Linked DNA regions of Columba livia: region 2 is linked to region 1. Evidence: chromatin contacts called from public Hi-C data. All regions are on one chromosome and are shown on one strand. The core of a region is the stretch at or near the end of the contact, and the rest is flanking DNA. Distances in the headings are between cores, read along the strand shown. Region 1 overlaps WWTR1 (WW domain containing transcription regulator 1). Region 2 holds the start of WWTR1 (WW domain containing transcription regulator 1).

Region 1 (3,550 bases), core at 536-3,035:
TTCACATTGCACAGCATTGTTTCAGCTGAGAATTCACATAAATAACCCGTGTGCTCCTTTTCAACAACCTGGGTTACAACATGTGAAGTGCCCGCAAATGATTTTGAGCCCAGACGTTTCAACTTCAGCCTGACAAAAACAGCTGAACTGCAGCAGGTGGAGCTCTCTGTACTGACTGCCAATAAACAGACTGCACCAGGTGGCACATCAGCCACAGCATGGCATCACCTGCAGGGAATTCGTTCAACTAGCAACTCTGCAAAGGCTCATTTCAAAAGTTAGGAAGTAACATACACCAAGTTAAAAGACATTTGCTCAGCCAAAAGCAAAGGATATTTCCTAACACCATTTTAGTCTTGAGTGTTCATCACCTGCCCCAGTTCAACGTCAGCTGCCCCCACAGCTCCCGCGTCACTCCAGTGTCACCAGCACCAGGGCAAACAGCAAACTCCGAACAACCCCTCCTGGCCCATGACGGGGGGACCGACACGCTCTGTGACATGACACGGGTGGGGTCTTCACCCCAAAGAGCAGACACAGGTGGCACAGCGATGGGCACAAATAAAAACACAGGGAGAGCACCTCTGAAGTTCTTTCCGGCCAAATTATGTTTTCACTGGAAGAGGACATGCAGTTCAACTGGAAGGACAAAAGCTCTGCCAATAAAATGAGCCTTTCTTACAGACATCGTCATTATCCTCCACCTGTCGCTGCTGATTTACTGCAGCTGAAACGCAAACGGCTCCCACGCTCGGGTCCCAACAACCCAAACCCAACGAAACCGTTAGCGGGCCCTGGAAAGCACACGATCTGCTACACAACCCTGCCGGGGGGCACACCGCGCGGGGGGCGCGCACAGCGCCGGGGGGTCTCCAAGGCTGCTGCCCGTGTCGGATCCCGCGGCTGCTGCGGCAGCAGGACCGGGTCCGACCGCCGCTTCCCTCCCGGGGCTGGCGGCGCCTCCCGCCGGGAGCCCACCCGGTACAGCGGCTATCCCGGTTCCCCCCGCAGCCCGGCCAAGGCAGCGGCGGCTAGGAGAGGCCCCGCGGGCCCGACAGCCGCCCGCCGCCCCTCAGCCCCCGCCCGCCGCCCCTCAGCCTCAGCTGTCGCGCCTCAGCCGTCGCCCCTCAGCCCCCTCAGCCGCCACCCCCTCAGCCGTCGCCCCTCAGCCGTCGCCCCCTCAGCCGTCGCCCCCTCAGCCCCCGCCCGCCGCCACCCCCTCAGCCGTCGCCCCCTCAGCCGTCGCCCCCTCAGCCGTCGCCCCTCAGCCGTCGCCCCTCAGCCCCCGCCCGCCGCCCCCTCAGCGTCGCCCGTACCTGCTCCGGCGGCTCCGCCCGCTCCGGGCACGCGGCAGCTTCACGCGGCTCCGCCGGAACCGCCCGAGGCTGCGCGCGCGTGGGGGCGGGGCCGTCCCTAACCCCGCCTCCCGGCCCCGCCCGGGGCCTCGGGCGGCGGCTGCCTCGCGCCCGGCGCCGGCGCGTGCTCGGCCCGGCGGTCCCACGCGCGGCTCCGCGTGCTTGCGGCCCCGGGAGATCCCGCGGCCGCGGCTCGAACCGCGAGTGGGGCGGCACGGACGGAACCGCTCGGGGCACTCCGGCGGTTCGTTACAATAAACGACACATGGGAACGACCCACGTGCTGCGACAGCGAGGAGCAGCTGCTCGCGCTCAGCCCGGAAAGCGGCTCGCGCGGGCGGAGTTTGAGACCCCGGGCGAGGGACCAGAGCGCGCAGACGCCCCGGTGGAGGCCCCGAGGCAGACCTCAGCACCAATGGACCCGGTGCGAGCTCGTCCGCTCGGCAGGGACGGCGTCAAACAACCGCTGTGTTCTGAGTTGCGAACGGCACGGGGCGGCGGCGCCGGGGAGCGCGCGTGAGCGGAACCTGTGGAACCTGTGCCACCGCTCGTGGCCGTGGCAGCTGCCAACAGACTGGAACACAGTGGTGAAAGGACCCGCTTCGTTTGTCAGGTGCTAATGTGTGTGCCTTTTGCACAGAGCACACTGTGTACCGCGTTCCAAGCAGCCTTACACGGTGCCCGGGAAGCACACACTGAAACCCTCTGAAGGAAAAAGGAAACAATTTAATAAACCAATACACACCCAAAATCTTTAAATTCATTTATATTTGTTTTTCATGTACAAGAGCAAAGAAATAAAAAAACCAAACGGAATCCAATGCTGGATACAACAGTTTGATCCGATTGCGTTTGATACATACAATATGCTGCAAGGTAGTAGAAATTAAAAACAAATGCTCCCATATAACAAAATGAAAAACACAAATAAAAAAGTTAAAGTACTAGCACGTACGTGGATGTAGTGTATTAGGAAACACGTTTATTTGAACACCTCCATTTTTCTGTATTTAAAATAGGCATTTCAATCCTTCCCTTCCCCAAAACAGCATTTGTTGTCAAAAAGTCGAACCCAGTCCCTGCCCAAGTCACGTTCTGACAGTATTACCAGAATACAAAGGGTAATTAACAACGTCCCGTCACTGATCACCAAGACCCTCGTGTGCCACCTCGGCGATGGCCTCAGCACCGCTGTCCAGCTGGCCCTGCACTTAACGTGTCCTACAGGCAGACGGGACATTTATTAGACGTTCAAAACCTGAAACAGCACAGTGAAATATTGTCAGCAATGAACTGAGTTTCATAAGGATTACATATGCTTGAACACCTACAAGTTCTACCGTAAGCCTGTTTAAAGCCAGAAGCTTTTGAAAAAAAGAACTTTAAAACCCAGATATCGTTGTTGCTGCACTTGACCCGACACATCCTCCCCATTACAGAAACGGAAACTCACAGTGTAAGAATCACTTTTACCTCGGCTCAACACGGTTCGGCTCATGGCGGGTAAGTCTCAGCCCAGGTCCTGCAGCAGCCGGACACCGGAGGCTGGGGTACCCAGCGCCCTCCCGTTCCAGGTCTGCTGCTGCTCATTATGTAGGTTACATGGAAACACAGGGCCTGATTCTTTTACCTCTTCGAGGTCTTTGAACCGAGACAGTCGACACCTGGAGCAAGAATGCATGAGGAACCAAGTTTGTAGCTTCACAATTCTGATGCACACGCGAGTTTACTGGAAAACCGCGTCAGTTTTCACTGCAAAGCAGAACTGAGAAGCCTTGAGCTGGTGAAATGGGCACAGACGGACAGACAGAAGTCAGCACTGGATCACGCCAGCAGAGACCTGATCTGCTTGGGATATCTTGTATGAACAACAAAACTCAGATCTACAATGGCACAGACCCACCAGCAAATGAACAAACCGCTGTTTCTAAGCACCACCTATGCTGAGCAGTTTCCCCAGCCCCCGCCAGACCCCCCTGCAGCTCCCGCCAACGCGCAGCACCAGCGGCCCCCGTGAGGACGCCAGGCGCCTCCAGCCCTGTCGGTCACGTCACTGCAGACGGAGCCTTGGGGCGGCTCTGGCACCCAGGCTGGCGGCCCGGCGCAGTCCTTCAAAGGACGCGTGGACCCCCTGCAGTACTGCTGGTCAGCCCTGCCCAGTCCCGCCTGCTGAAACTTCTGCTGTCTCAACAGCA
Region 2 (3,361 bases), core at 709-3,208, 49 kb after region 1:
CATCCCCTGCAGCCCGGCTCCTCCGCATCCCCTGCAGCCCGGCTCCTCCGCATCCCCTGCAGCCCGGCTCCTCCGCATCCCCTGCAGCCCGGCTCCTCCGCATCCCCTACAGCCCGGCTCCTCCGCATCCCCTGCAGCCCGGCTCCTCCGTATCCCCGGGCAGATGCTTCCTCAGTCAATGTTTTATTTCATTGGCAAACATTTTGTCACTGCATATCCCCCGGGTTAGTACAGTGCCAGTTAATCTGCAGTTAACCTGGAGCAGAGGTAACAGAATCTCCTAAAACAAGGCGCTGTTTGCTTACCACGTGTTACAATTATTACCTATTTTCAGGCCTATTAAAGTGCTTTGAATCAAATTCCAAACGTCATCAATAAAACACTCTGGCCAGAAGGGACAGGCAGCTGTGTTAGCACATGTCTCAAAATCTGTCACTAAAATAAGGAAGGCTCCTCCCGTGTCCCTGAAGATATGGATGCTATAAATACAGCGCACACCACTTGTGCAGCCCCGCGTTCCGGCTCCGGACGCCGCCCCCGCTGCGAGCGCGGCGGCCCCGCAGCGCAGCCCAGGCCAGACAGCACGACCGGACGCGGTTCCACCAGAGCCTGTGTCACCTCAGCAGGTCACACACACGCAGGGTCCTGTCCCCCACGCCGGAAAACTCCCTGGAACAACTGCTATTCAACTTATGTTTAAAAACCTAGTTTCTGAATCTTGGACGTGTGGCCAAGCAGGAAAGAAATCCACAAAGTCGGTTTCCAGGTCGGTTCTGGGCTCTGGCAGCCGCCCGGCGGCTTCGCCTCCAGCGCCTCCCGCCTCCCACCGCAGCGGGAGCCAGGGGCCGAGTGGCCCCGGGGCTTCCGCACCCGCCTCGGACCTGCAAAGCCCCGAGGCCGCCCCCGCCCTCACCCCGGGGCGCTCCCCCCGGAAACCCCGCCCTCACCCCGGGGCGCTGCCCCCGGAGCCCCCGCCGCCCTCACCCCGGGGCGCTCCCCCCGAAAACCCCCGCCTCCCTCACCCCGGGGCGCTGTCCCCGGAGCCCCCGCCGCCCTCACCCCGGGGCGCTGTTCCCGTAGCCCCCCGCCGCCCTCACCCCGGGGCGCTGTTCCCGTAGCCCCCCGCCGCCCTCACTCCGGGGCTCTCCCCCCGGAGCCCCCGCCGCCCTCACCCCGGGGTGCTCCCCCCGCCACCTCCCGGCGCAGCTCCCGCCCGGTCGGCCCGGCGCCCCACGCGCCGCTCTCCGCGAGCCCCGGAGCCCGTCCACGGGCAGCGTGGCCGACCACGCTCCCGGGTGCGGACCGGGCCACGGCAACCGCCCTCCGGCCGAGTCCCCGCGCAGCGCAGCAGCTCCGGCCGCGCTCCCCGCCCCGCGGCCGCACTCACTTGAGGAAGTAGCGCTGTCCCGTGTGCGTGAGCGCCATCTCCCAGCCGGGCGGCAGCGGCAGCTCGTCCGTCACGTCGTAGGAGCGCTGCCGGAGGTGCGCGTGCTGCGGCGCCGCGCCCGCGCAAGGCAGCGAGGCGGGCGAGGAGTGCGAGCGGACGTGCTGCGCGGGCCGCGGCGGGGGCGCGCCCGAGTCCGTGCTGGACTGCCGCGAGTGCGCGCCCGAGTCGGGCTCCTGGAAGAAGGACTCGGGCAGGATCTTCTTCCTCCAGGAGCTGGGCTTGGGGTTCATGACCGCGTTGAAAAGCGCCTCCAGCTCCGTGTCCAGGTCCTGCGTGACGTGGATCACCTGCTGCCCCGGCGGCGGCGGCGCGGGATTCATCTTCCACCCGTCGGTCCCGACGGCGGGCGCAGGCGTCCCGGGGCCAGGCGGCGAGCGGGGCCGGCCCCGCGACAGGCCGCCGCCGAGGACGTGCCCTTCGAGCCGGACGGGCGGCTGTCCGGGAGCGGGAGCGCCTCTGCGCCCGCCAGCGGTGTCGGTGTCCCGGGCGGCCGGCGAGGGGCGGGCGCGTCAGCCCCGGGCAGCGCGGCGCCCTCCCCCGGGCCGGGCAGCGGCGGGGCCGGGCCCGCGCCGGCCCCTCCCGCCCGCCCCCGGCGGCCCGGGCCCGGCCCCCGCCCCGCCCGCAGTTATGCAACTGCCGCGGAAACGGGCGCTCGGAGCCGCCGTGGGACGGGGCCACGGGCTGGGCTGGGCTGTCCCTCAGAGCCCGCCGGTCGCTCCTCGCGTCCCTCCCGCCACACCGCTCGCCCCGTCCCGCACGAAGTTATCGGGCCTCGGGAGGCCGCCCAGGGGTGCCGGCCAGGCCGGTCCGGGGAGCGCACTGGCCGCGGCCCCGCTCGCCGCCGGCCCGGAGCGCTGCGGTGCGGAGGCCCCGGGGGAGCCGCGGGCCCGGTGTCGGAGCCGCCGCCCCGTCCCGTCCGTGCAGCCGCAGGCGCTGGCTCAGAGCTCGGGAAAGCGAGAGCGTTGTTCCTCCTGGTGCAACTGAATTCCTGTCGGCCTAATTAGCTTCGCTTTAAAACCCTCATTCGGGAAGTTCGTGGGTGATCGTCATGTCTGGAAGCAAAATGAATCTTGAATTCATCCGCATACAAGCTTCATAGTGTGATTTAGTGATGCTGTGGCAATAGGGGCCACATAATGGGGAAAAAAGGAGAGACACGTTGGTGGTGACATGGACAACAATACTTGTGTGGTTCGGGTGAGGTTTATCCCTTGGCTGACAGGTACGAATTCAGTGCAGTTGTATCATAAATCTTTCCAACTCACTGTCCACGGGTGGTATTGCAATAGAGCTGAGAAGCTCTGTGGGGCTGTCCTGCCTGCCTGTTCACAACCACTTGTCCCCTGTTCCGTCCGTGCTACAAGGCACAGCTGTCATAAAAATGCGTTCCTGAGGCTCTCTAGAAAGTAAATACGCACTTAAAAAAAAAAAAAAAAAAAGTCATTTATATTTTAATTTTTGGTGCACTCAAAACAACTTTGGAATGGTGATGTGACCCAGAATTTGCTTGAATTCAGTAGCTGCATCTATAAAGAATGATATTGTTCACTCTCCAACTGCAGTGCTGGTTTTTACGATAGAAAACTGCACACGGAGTTTTTGTGACATGCAGACCTGACACATGGGCTATATGAACACACAACATGGCTTTAGAAATGCATTTCTTAGTTACGTTCCTGCATTCCGGACAGACTCCGGGCCATGCTGACTGACAAGGGTACATCCTCCGCAGTAACGGGAATCTACATTAGAAAAGTCTCAGGTAAGTAATTTTTTCCTGACCTTGTTTCTTACGAATTTCTTAAGAAGAAGGATGAACTATTCTGAACTTCATTTTGCCTCTTCAGCTGAGCACTTGGACCTGGCTGTCGAACAACCTTTGTCCCTCAATCGGTGTTACATTTAATGTTGGTA

The links. A called contact is a pair of places that touch in the nucleus more often than the background predicts.
Region 2: a contact with region 1 is called in a Hi-C map of liver, with 4 times the contacts expected there. The contact joins the promoter of WWTR1 here to the enhancer-like site in region 1. A contact is called at or near these places in 2 of 2 Hi-C or Micro-C datasets (crop and liver).

The regions. Positions count from the first base shown.
Region 1 is chr9:218,491-222,040 of bColLiv1.pat.W.v2, forward strand. It overlaps WWTR1 (WW domain containing transcription regulator 1), which reads right to left. Exons shown (of 6, transcript XM_065073290.1): 6 at 2,104-3,550. Among named protein-coding and RNA genes, the nearest start is that of TM4SF4, 9.1 kb to the left of the region's middle. Within about 2 kb of position 1,786, at least 1 of the 3 cell types and tissues checked has an H3K27ac peak away from gene starts, as active enhancers do.
Region 2 is chr9:267,169-270,529 of bColLiv1.pat.W.v2, forward strand. WWTR1 (WW domain containing transcription regulator 1) reads right to left here and starts at 1,959. Exons shown (of 6, transcript XM_065073290.1): 1 at 1,388-1,959. The coding sequence starts at 1,767.